Linked DNA regions of Oryctolagus cuniculus: region 2 is linked to region 1. A link is a contact called in public Hi-C data. All regions are on one chromosome and are shown on one strand. Each heading gives the region's core, a stretch centred on a gene start, on an enhancer-like site or on the middle of the called end of the contact. The rest is flanking DNA. Distances are from core to core; before and after follow the strand shown. Region 1 overlaps KCNMA1 (potassium calcium-activated channel subfamily M alpha 1). Region 2 overlaps KCNMA1 (potassium calcium-activated channel subfamily M alpha 1).

Region 1 (5,032 bases), core at 1,234-3,733:
ACGTGCTGGCCTACAGAAGTTGCTGGATGACTCCATAGTGGCCTCCACTGCCCTTCACCCTTGACCCTTTGAGCCAATTTATCTTTCAGTACAACAGCAGCTTTTTGTACCTCAATTTGATGCTACCACAGGCAAATGTGTTTGCTTATCACTGAGCATGAACCACCTGCTTCTCTCACAGGATGGGAGAGAAATTCATACTTGTTCCATGCATCACAGCCCAAGAGGAACGCTGACCTGGGGAGGTGTTGTTCCCTGCACCCACACCTTCCTTTTGGAAAGCCATTTCCCCCTCTTTCTTTGCTTCGTACAGAATGGTTGCAGTCTTATTTTAAAATATGGCTTGTGGTTTTGCCCTCTTTGAATGTTACAGTCACCAGGAAGAAGGGTTTAAATCTCTCAAATGGGTCAAGTCCTGTTCTAAGACCTTTATGACTTGCCATACAGTATATTTGTCAAGCAAGGGTAACGTTATGATTGTGAAGAACAGGCACTGGGGGAGATGAATGAGGGATCTCAGCAGCAGCAATCCCATTCCTGTAAACTTGGATCCCATTTTTTGTGACATGTTCTTTTAGCATCCTAGCTCGTCAGCTTTTGGTGTCATCATGCAGTCTCAGCCCCGTTCAATGTGTGGTATATCATTCCTTAGAGTTTAGCTTTTCCAAAAGAAGAGACAGAGTGAGAGAGAAAAGTTCCGCAAGAGCATTTGAGTCAGGGGGCGTTAGAAGGCTGGTGTGAGTGCCTAGACACCCCAAGTGAACAGCAGTGGTTGAAGTCAGGAAAACTGAAAAAAAAAAAAGTCTTCAACTGAAGACAGAAAAAAAAAAATTATTTCAAATGCATCTGGATCTAGTGTGTAACAGGGAGGACATTCTCTGGTTTTCTCTTCCTTACTTCTTTTACTAAAAATATTGGTTTGTTATTTACACAGAGGAGGGAAATGAAGATGATTTTTCCTTTCGCTGTAGATAAATGGTTTTGAAAAAAATTTTTTAATCAAATGCTGTGGCAGAAGAGAAGCCCATCAAACTCTGAAACACTATGCTTCTCATTAGCAACAGTGCCTGGTTTTCATTTCCATACTGCCATTTTGGGTTCATAGACAATAATAGAATCTGACACAGTTATGGGGAAAGAAAGTTCATACATATATATATATATATATGAGTTTATATATATATCTATATAAGTTCATACACACACACACACACACCATCATCATCTTAAAGGACAAGGGGAGGGATGAAAGTGATGGAATAAATTGTGAAACTACTTTGTCAGAGGGAAACCCATCATCATGGGCGGGGTAAGTCTCCTCCTTGATAAGAGTTCAAAAGGAAACACAGCATCAGACCAGCGGCTCTCAGGGACTGTTTGTGACTGCTAGTGTTGGTTGTTGGGGAGACCATGCATTGTTCTACAGTTTTATATTGTTAGCATGCAGGAACAGGCTGAAACTGGTCATCGAAGCAGCAAAAAACCATTTGCTATAAGAAGATTAACTGTTAATTATAAGCAGTCACATTCCGAAGCAGCATATGCATGAGAAAGAAAACATGCGATTACTCGTCATTCTCAGTCGTTTTGACACTCACACCAAATGCAAAGTGGAAATTTCAAAAGACAAACAACACCACCACAAACAAAAATTTAAAAAACACAAAACAGAAAATTGAAAGCAGCAAGGAGGACCAAGGAGAGGCTCAGAGACAAGACAGAAACAGTTAAAAATGGTTGAGCCCCCACCTACTGACAAACCTTCACCAACCACAAGTTCTAGACCCAGGCGTCACTGAACGGGAGAGTGATGCCTTTTCCCTACTTCCAGGATAGTCCATTTCCTTTGATCCTTGCTGGGCGTCTTCACCTATCCACTTCCAGGTCCACTTTCTTAAAAGAGAAGGTTGATTCTGACCTCCCATCTGGTAGGGGGAGCCACTGGTCCTGAAGGGTGTGTGGACCAGCCAGAGAGTTCCTCTGGGCCATTGAATAAATCATGAACGAGGTCTTCAGCTAAAAACGGATGGGCATTTGCCACCCCAATGGTCGATGTTCCAGCAGACGTGAACACCCTCGGTGTAAAATTACACTCTTGAGTTGAAAAATAAAATTCTATCAAAATTGAGCCACAGATCTCTTAATTTGGAAATTACCTCAGGACTCTCAGCATTTCACTTCCATTTCTTGGTGATTGGTTCCTTTTCTAAAAACGATTTCACTTAGAAAGCAAATTTCAGATACCAGAGTTCCACTCACAACTCCTAAGGTTAGGTTTCAAAGATCAACTTGGAAAGTCCCAGTATTTATTTAAAACAGAAGTAAGTTTCTTAACTACTCTCCAGCCACACAAAGTGGTGTTTGCAGATTTTCTTTCCAATCCCAATCCTCAAACAGGTTTTAGCTGGGAATTCCTTGGTGATATACAGATCTACGAGGACATCTAGTGGAGCAGGGTGGAAGAGCAGCTCATTAAAAGGATCTGAACTAGCAGGCCTTGCTCTGAAGGGAGCAGGAATAGGACTCTGCTCAGAGAACCGAAATGTTTGCAGTGTCATGTCAGTTCAGTGGTTTCTCATGATCCACAGCAACGTGGGACAAAGGGGTTGGGGAGGGGTCCCAGGAGACTGTCCTGGAGTGGTCTAAAGTGGCAACTTGAGAGCGCACTGGCTGTGTAGCCATGGCCAATGGAGCGTTCTACACGAGCTAGCTAGGTCTCCTCGAGGCCCTGCAGCAGTGTCTTGAGATGGGGAGCTGCCCAGAGTGTGTCTCTGGCAGGTGCGAATGCCCTAGCTGCTTAGTATTCTGACATAGGGCTCTGGGAACTTTATGCTCAGTTAATCGTCCCCCTAGGCCAACTTAACCCTGGGAAATCAGAAATATAAGCCTCTGGGGGCTCTGTCTGCTCTTTGGCCCACATCATATGGTTCTTGTTCTTGGACCAGTGCCACAGATTCAAAGATGTTCTGTGGTTGCCAAGAATCAGAGCCTGGGTCTCCCCCTCCTCCAAAGACCTCCGTCGTAGCCGCGTCACACTAGAGAGGAAGCTTTCATGGGCTTTTCTTCACCACAGTGAAGTGTACATTCACCCAGCAGTTCCACGCTGACTTCCGAGTGCTATGTATAGAAACAAAATAAAAGTTCTTCCCGTCTTATGGTTATCATCCAATCTCTCCATTTACTACTGAGTATTAAGGATAGAAAGATCCATTGGACAACTTCTTCTCTATTTTGTGAATAGGAGAAAGCAAACTATAAGAAAGTGGCTGCTGAAGATGTGGTTTAGTTACTGCCTTTTCCTTGAGTCAAACTGACAATCAGCTGTAAAATTCGGGTTCTCTGCTGGGGAGCACTTCCCAGCCAAGCCTGGAGTGGAAGGTGGAATTGGATTCCATCCTGTCCTCAGCACCATCTGCCTCCTGCATCAGGAACCAAATTGTCAGCCAATTTCCAATTGTGGAATCTTAATTTGTAGGGTGGATTGGAGGAGGCAGGAAAAGCAACACTGACTGGAGAGACCCAGATAGAATGTTCCAACTGCTGGGGAAGGGGGAGATGTTTTAAGTTTCAAATGGAGCAAACTCAACAGAGAACTCATGAGAAAGAAAAATAAAATATGCCACTCAATTAATATACACCTTTTTGGATTGCAACCTCACTTTTCAATTAAAGGAAAATTGAAGGAAGGAGTATTTCATGGGCTTGGAAGCAACTAAAATTAGAAATAGAAATACCCAGGGAATAAAAAGTCCCCTGAGATTTAAGGTTGAGGCATTTGTGTTACGTGGCACTGAGAATCATGGAACCTTCTTTCAAGTCCTGTAAAGAAGAATTTGGCACTAGGGTTATCAGTTGGTGGCGTCACGTTTTCCATCTGATTCTGAAGGGCATTAGGTGCAGTAGGCAGCTGTGCAGGTATGTCATGGCTCACGCCTTCAAGCCATCCTCAAATGTGTTCTACAGATGAAGGGGACCACAGAGCCAGTTCTGGAAGAAGTACACGCTGAGTTGAAGAAGGTCATTGTTTTCTTTTTACATTGAGAATTCTATATCCCACGAACACTGAAGAGTGGCCAAAATCAGATGTCAACTTGTCTCTTCTGCTGCAAAGGAGTCTAAGAGGATCGAGAGCTCGAACATCTTCTCCAAATTCCAGAGCTATTGGACTGCATGGGTCTCCAGTTTGGGTCTGTTATTCAAAAGACTCGTAGGTACATGAGGAAAAACCCAGTGCTCAGTGCTGCTCCCACTGAGAGCTGCATCGCTCCAAGTCACACACAGAAATACTGGCTTTAAATGCTCCTTGTCAAGTGCCACATCTTGTTGGGTGAGATGGGGTCCTGCTCCTTGAGGAAGTCAGAGGCCCAGAGACTGACAATGACTTAATTCGATAGAATTCATGAATGAAATGGGACACCCTCCTGGAAGTCATCTTCCAAGATGGCTGACTAATACTCCTAGAGGAACTGGGTACATTCTATTGGTTATGGACTAGAAGGGAAACTTTATTTTTAAAGCAAAGGAACATCTCAGACTGCAAGAAACAATTACCACCGTGGATATGCCTGTCTCCAGTAAGGCAATTTAGGTACTCACAGCCCCAATGTTGGGTATCCAATCAATTCTATCTAGCAAGTGCTTTCTTGGATAGAGAGGCATGTATGCTGTAATAAATACATCATTCCCTCTATGGACTATCTCTACACTTATATATAAAAATAAGCATTTTTACATATAAAATCTGGGTATATATCATATATATATATACCACAACACAGGAATATATATGTAGCATGTGTGTTTCCTTCAGGAAAGGAACTCAAGCTCAACAGCAGAGGAGATCAAGTATAATTAACCAAAGGCAAGCATGACAATGACCCCCAATTGATGAGGCCTCTAGAACTGTGGTGGCAATTACCTCAGCCTAATCAATGTCCCTTAAAATTCCTGAGACAAGGCCTTCAAGAGAAACACACGGTTGTCAAAGTCTTATTTTCAAAAAGAAAAATAAGACAAAGCCTGAAGCTGGCCA
Region 2 (4,849 bases), core at 387-2,886, 110 kb after region 1:
GAAAGAGGCAACACACCTGGGTCTTCAGGCTGCGCCTAACACCCCAGGGGAGTGGGCAGGGAAGTCACCCTTGTGTTTCTACTTCCTGAACCTGACTGCGACGCCCGGGCAGCCGCTAGCTTCCGGTGCAGAAACAGTGTATGAAGAGCTATGGAAATGGACAACAGAAAATACCCGCGGCCGTAAGAACCAAGGCGATAGTAAAGGGCTTTTACCAGTCCCCCGAGGATGAAGAAGACCATGAAGAGGCGCCCAAGCGTGGTTTTGGCATAAACGTCCCCGTAACCAACTGTGGACATGGTGACCATGAGTAAATAGACACATTCCCAGTACGTGAGAGCCTGGTTGTTCTGGAAATTTTCCCATGGGTCCCCTGAATTCTCCACCTAAAGCGGGGGGCAGGGGGGAGGAGAAAAGAGAAAATGGTTACATCTCTGCATCGGCCTCTGTATGCAAAGCATGGGGAAGCCCAGCTGCAGTGGGCTCCTGGCGGGCGCTCCCCACCCTGCCCTGAGCTCTGGGAGCCACAGCGTGGAAGCCCTGAGCAGGTGGAGAGGGTGCTCTCCTGGCTGACAGAGGCACAGGGACCGAGGGAGTGATCCCTCATCGGTGGCTCTTCCCACTGCTAATGGTTCGAAGCCCGCTGAAAGTTAACTTTCTCCCTTCCCTGACTTCTCTCTGTGGGGCCCTGTGAAGTCTCAGGGGGCCTCGCTCTCTCCTCCTGCCCAAGTCCAGGAGCCTCCTCTAGGGGGCGCCCCCTTTCATGCTCTTGGCACAGGAGCTGCGGGGGGAGGGGAGGCCTGTTCTTTAGATCTCCAGTCCAGACCCCAAAGAGCATTTCCGGCCTCAGATCCTGCTGCTTCTCCTTGGTAGCGAGCCAACAGCAGGTCCACCCTTCAGGCCACAGGAACCTCCCCGGGAGTGCAGTGAGCTCAGGAGTGCAAGGCGCTCCAGACCAAGGGCTCGCAGTCTCTCGCTGTGAAGGGCGGGAGAACACAGGCTTTCCCCGCTGTGGGCCCTCCAGTCCCCAGTCTGCCCCAGCTACTCAGCTCTGCAGTTGCGTGGGACACCAGCAGGAGGCAGCACTTCCGTGAACGGGCATGGCTGGGTTGGAGCGCTTGGGCTCCAGCTGCAGGTTGTCCACCTCTGCTTTAGCCTTCACAGAACTATTTCCTGCCCTCCCAACACATCTGATTTGCCCACAGGTTGTGAAATGGGCAGAAGCAGTTTAGATACTCCCAGGTTGCAGGGAGTGACCGGGCCAGTTCTATCCAGATTCCCTCCCAACACTGAAAAGCCAATGCCTGCGATCCCCTGCATGGCCCATAGGGGACCCCCAAGCCTCCAGCTCTGCTTCTCATTCCCAGGATTGGGACTGCTTCCCAAGTCCAAGTTTGCCCTCGGCACATACTGTTTCCCGGGGTTTCCTGGGGAGCCAGAGGGCACGGCACAGAATAAAGGGGGTGCGGTCATGAGCTGCCTGAAGACCACCATCTCCTGCACATCTGTGGTGCTTGGTGACAGCAAGAATTAGGGAGTTCAAGAGTGACTCCGGCCAAGAATTCCATTAGCATAAAGGCTTGGGTGGGGACCCCCAGATCTGGGGACTGAAAGCGAGTCCCTGGCTCCCTTCCCCAGGCCTGTGCTCCTCTGGGTAACAATGACGTCAACCCCACGTGGTGGGTAGCTGTGTGTGCAAACAGCCACTGAGGAAGGAAAGGCCACCTTCACCTAAAGCCTCATCGTCGGTTGGATGAGGCTGTTGCAGTTCACATAGCTGGGCTCTGTTAGCCTCAGGGAGGTGAGACAGGCTTGACCTGCTAAGGCAAGGCTTTGGAACGGTGGAGGTACAGCATAATGTGCGGTGATCAGACAAAAGAGTCAAATGTAACTTTCTGTAAGGGAGAAGTGGAGAGAAACTGGGGAATCTGAATTAGTTGTTTACTAAGACAAGCGGGTGGAACTTCAACCTTGTCCCCAGAGCGTTGCTGGGCGTTTGCTGAGGAAGCACTGCCATCTTGTGGCTCTCTTGGGTCATTGCAGATAGAATAAAAAATCGACCAAAGCACACACTGCACAACTGAACTACAGAACACAGCCAGGTTAACATTGTGGCCGCGACTCCTCATTTGGAAGTAGCCTGGGGTCAAAGGGCTGCAAACCCAGACCGTTGAGCAGTTGTTTCCCCTTTTCCTGTCTACCACTGGGCTGGAGTTTCTTTCTAGCAAGAGACATTTCTGGTAACAAAATGACTCATAAAGCGGCTTGTTCCAGGCGAGCCAGGATACTTACCAAGTGGATGAACCCGGCCGCAGTTAGCCACGTGCTGATAAAGATGGACAGCAGATTCACCAGCTTGATGGAATTACTGTGCAAAGAGACAACAAGCCCAATGGTCAGGTCATAGCAGGAAGGCTCTGTTGGGGCTGCCTGGGAGAGGAACAGCGCCCCCTTGTGGAGAGAGGCGGGCCCCCTCCAGCTGCCGACCTTGTCTCCATTGTAAGGGAATTCTCCCTAGACAAGACAAGGTAATTGGGTCAGGCTTGAAGACCCAGACAGAGCCCGCAGGAAGATCACACCTGGGCCACCCAACGAGGTAAACCCTCTCATTTTGTTACAACTGTTTTAAATGTTAACTTTCATTTTGAAACTTGTCAAATCTGCCAGAAACTGGAGAGAATGGTACATGGAACACTGTGCCCCTCCCCGTATTGCTTTATCTTCAAATCATTTTTCTCTTATTTTCTTTTTTCAAAAACATGCTTTGGTTGTGCATTTCTAGATAAGCTGTAGACATTGAGACACACTCCTAAACACTTCAGCACTCAACTCCTAAGAAGGAGACCGTGTGTTTCACTCAACACCATTGTGACAGCTGAGAACTGAGCTGACGTCAGGAACGTTACCCCACGTGCTGCCCTCATGCAGCCGCCCCCAGCTGCCCCCAGATCATGGCTCAATGATGCTTCCTTTGCATTTCCCACCAGGTCCAGGCACTAGTCAAAGCTCACGCGCTGCTTTTGCTGCCAGAAGGCTTTTACCCTCTCCCTGTACACACTAACTCACTGTTTCTGGCTTTTCAGGTCATTTGTTCTCTGCTGTGACTCTTAACTCGGCCTCCACGGCATAAACGCAGCCTTGGATCACAGGTAGAGGAACGCATGTGGCTGTGTTCCAATAAAACTTTATTTACAAAGGAAGACTGGATTCCCCCATGGGTTGGAGTGTGTCGGCTTGCTCTGGTTTGTTTTTGAAGACATTGAATTTTGCGTGACCCTACACCGCCTCACAGAATGCCCCATGTCCTGGAGTCACTATCAGTGAGCTTTCAGAATTACATTCTATTTAAATACCTGTGGGGATGGCACCACCCTGGGAAACCCCACCTCAGCGAGGCCAGGTCCACTCACCTGGCCAAGGAGGGAATGTCAGGGCTCTCCACTAAAAGTGGCCATTTCCCCACGGTAGTTAATACGCCATCTTTGGGTGAGACCCCAAGACTACTGGAATAGCCGGTTGTCCCACAACCTCCTACCTAATAGCTTTTGCATCCGCTGGTGCTGCTCCAGTAGAACAAACATTAGCCTCCATGACACCTACGGCCTTGTCTGTCTGCATCCCAGGAGCCCACACTCCCTTATGCCTAGCAGAGCCTCTATGAATCTGTTCTGAGAGACCTGGTGTCCCCCTCCTTGCTACTCCTACTAAACTGCATGCTGTCCACTCCTGCTGGGACACAGCTCCTTGGCACTGGGGGCAGTGGGACACTGATTTTCACAGGCTTCCCGTTGACCCTGTCAAGTCCTGGACCCTCCCACCACTGCATCCACGGAAACTCTTAGAACTGTGTCAGTCACAGGCAAACCTATTTCCTGTAGCTCTGTCGATGCGGTCACTCAAACCGAAAGCTGTCCCATCTATCTAAATATCTGCTACCTATCTAAATATCCGTGCCTGGTGTGGTCTCTACCTCTTCCTTAAAGCCTTCATGCCCACCTGCAATACAAAGTGACCTCTCTAACCTCACTCTGACCTGCATTCCTTACCCCTGTGAAGTTACAGAACCCAGTATGGCTCCTGTGGTCCCTGCTGCACCTGGCAGAGAGTCTACTATCTAGCCCTCCCCCAGCAGTGGCCCAGGACAGCCTACAGGGTTGCTCAGCTCCCTACCCCTGGTCACTGCATATCCGTCACCCTCTCCCAGCTCTCTCAGGGAACCCGTGATTTCAATACTACGAGTTGGTGCAGCTGTTATAGAGCAGCGAGTTAAGCCACTGCTTGGGACACCCGCATCCCACACTGGAGTGGCAGCTCTGGTCCCAGCCCCTACACCTCCCATCCAGCGTCCTGCTACTGTAGCCTGGGAGGCAGCGAGCGTGGCCCAAGTGTTTGGTTTGCTGCCACCTAGGTGGGAAACCCGGCTGGCGGTCTGTGCTCCTGACTTCAGCTTGGCCCAGCCATGGCTGTTGCAGCCATCTGGGAGTGAACCAACAGACGGAAAATCTGTCTCTCTGCTCTTCAGGAAGATTGAAATAAATACAAATTTGAAAAATAAAGTCTAAGAGTTTGAAAGCACGGAGCCCTGCAGACCACACACGCTACCTTTCTAAGTGCTGTAGGTACACGCACTCATTTAGTCCTCATGACTGTTGGAGCTCCTGCCAATATAAACAAAGCAGCGACTTCACCCAGGCAGGGGTGGGGGGACTAGCAGGTAAACCCAGGCAGTCTGGCCATAGAGGGACACTCTGAGCCACAACAGGTGCACTACAGGCACTGGCAGGTGCCCGGACAACGTCTGCCTGGATTGCTGAAGCCAAGCCCCACCCCACTCCTCGTACAGGGGAGG

Evidence for each region. Hi-C and Micro-C count contacts between places; a contact is called where the count stands out from the background.
Region 2: a Hi-C map of psoas muscle shows a contact between it and region 1, with 3 times the contacts expected there. The contact joins two enhancer-like sites. A contact is called at or near these places in 3 of 6 Hi-C or Micro-C datasets (ear pinna, psoas muscle and an unstated tissue).

The regions. Positions count from the first base shown.
Region 1 is chr15:68,004,973-68,010,004 of mOryCun1.1, forward strand. The region is part of intron 18 of KCNMA1 (potassium calcium-activated channel subfamily M alpha 1); the gene reads right to left. Among named protein-coding and RNA genes, the nearest start is that of KCNMA1, 640 kb to the right of the region's middle. Within about 2 kb of position 2,484, at least 4 of the 8 cell types and tissues checked have an H3K27ac peak or open chromatin away from gene starts, as enhancers often do.
Region 2 is chr15:68,114,650-68,119,498 of mOryCun1.1, forward strand. KCNMA1 (potassium calcium-activated channel subfamily M alpha 1) reads right to left here. Exons shown (of 28, transcript NM_001082070.1): 7 at 2,293-2,368; 8 at 216-386. Among named protein-coding and RNA genes, the nearest start is that of KCNMA1, 530 kb to the right of the region's middle. Within about 2 kb of position 1,637, at least 1 of the 8 cell types and tissues checked has an H3K27ac peak or open chromatin away from gene starts, as enhancers often do.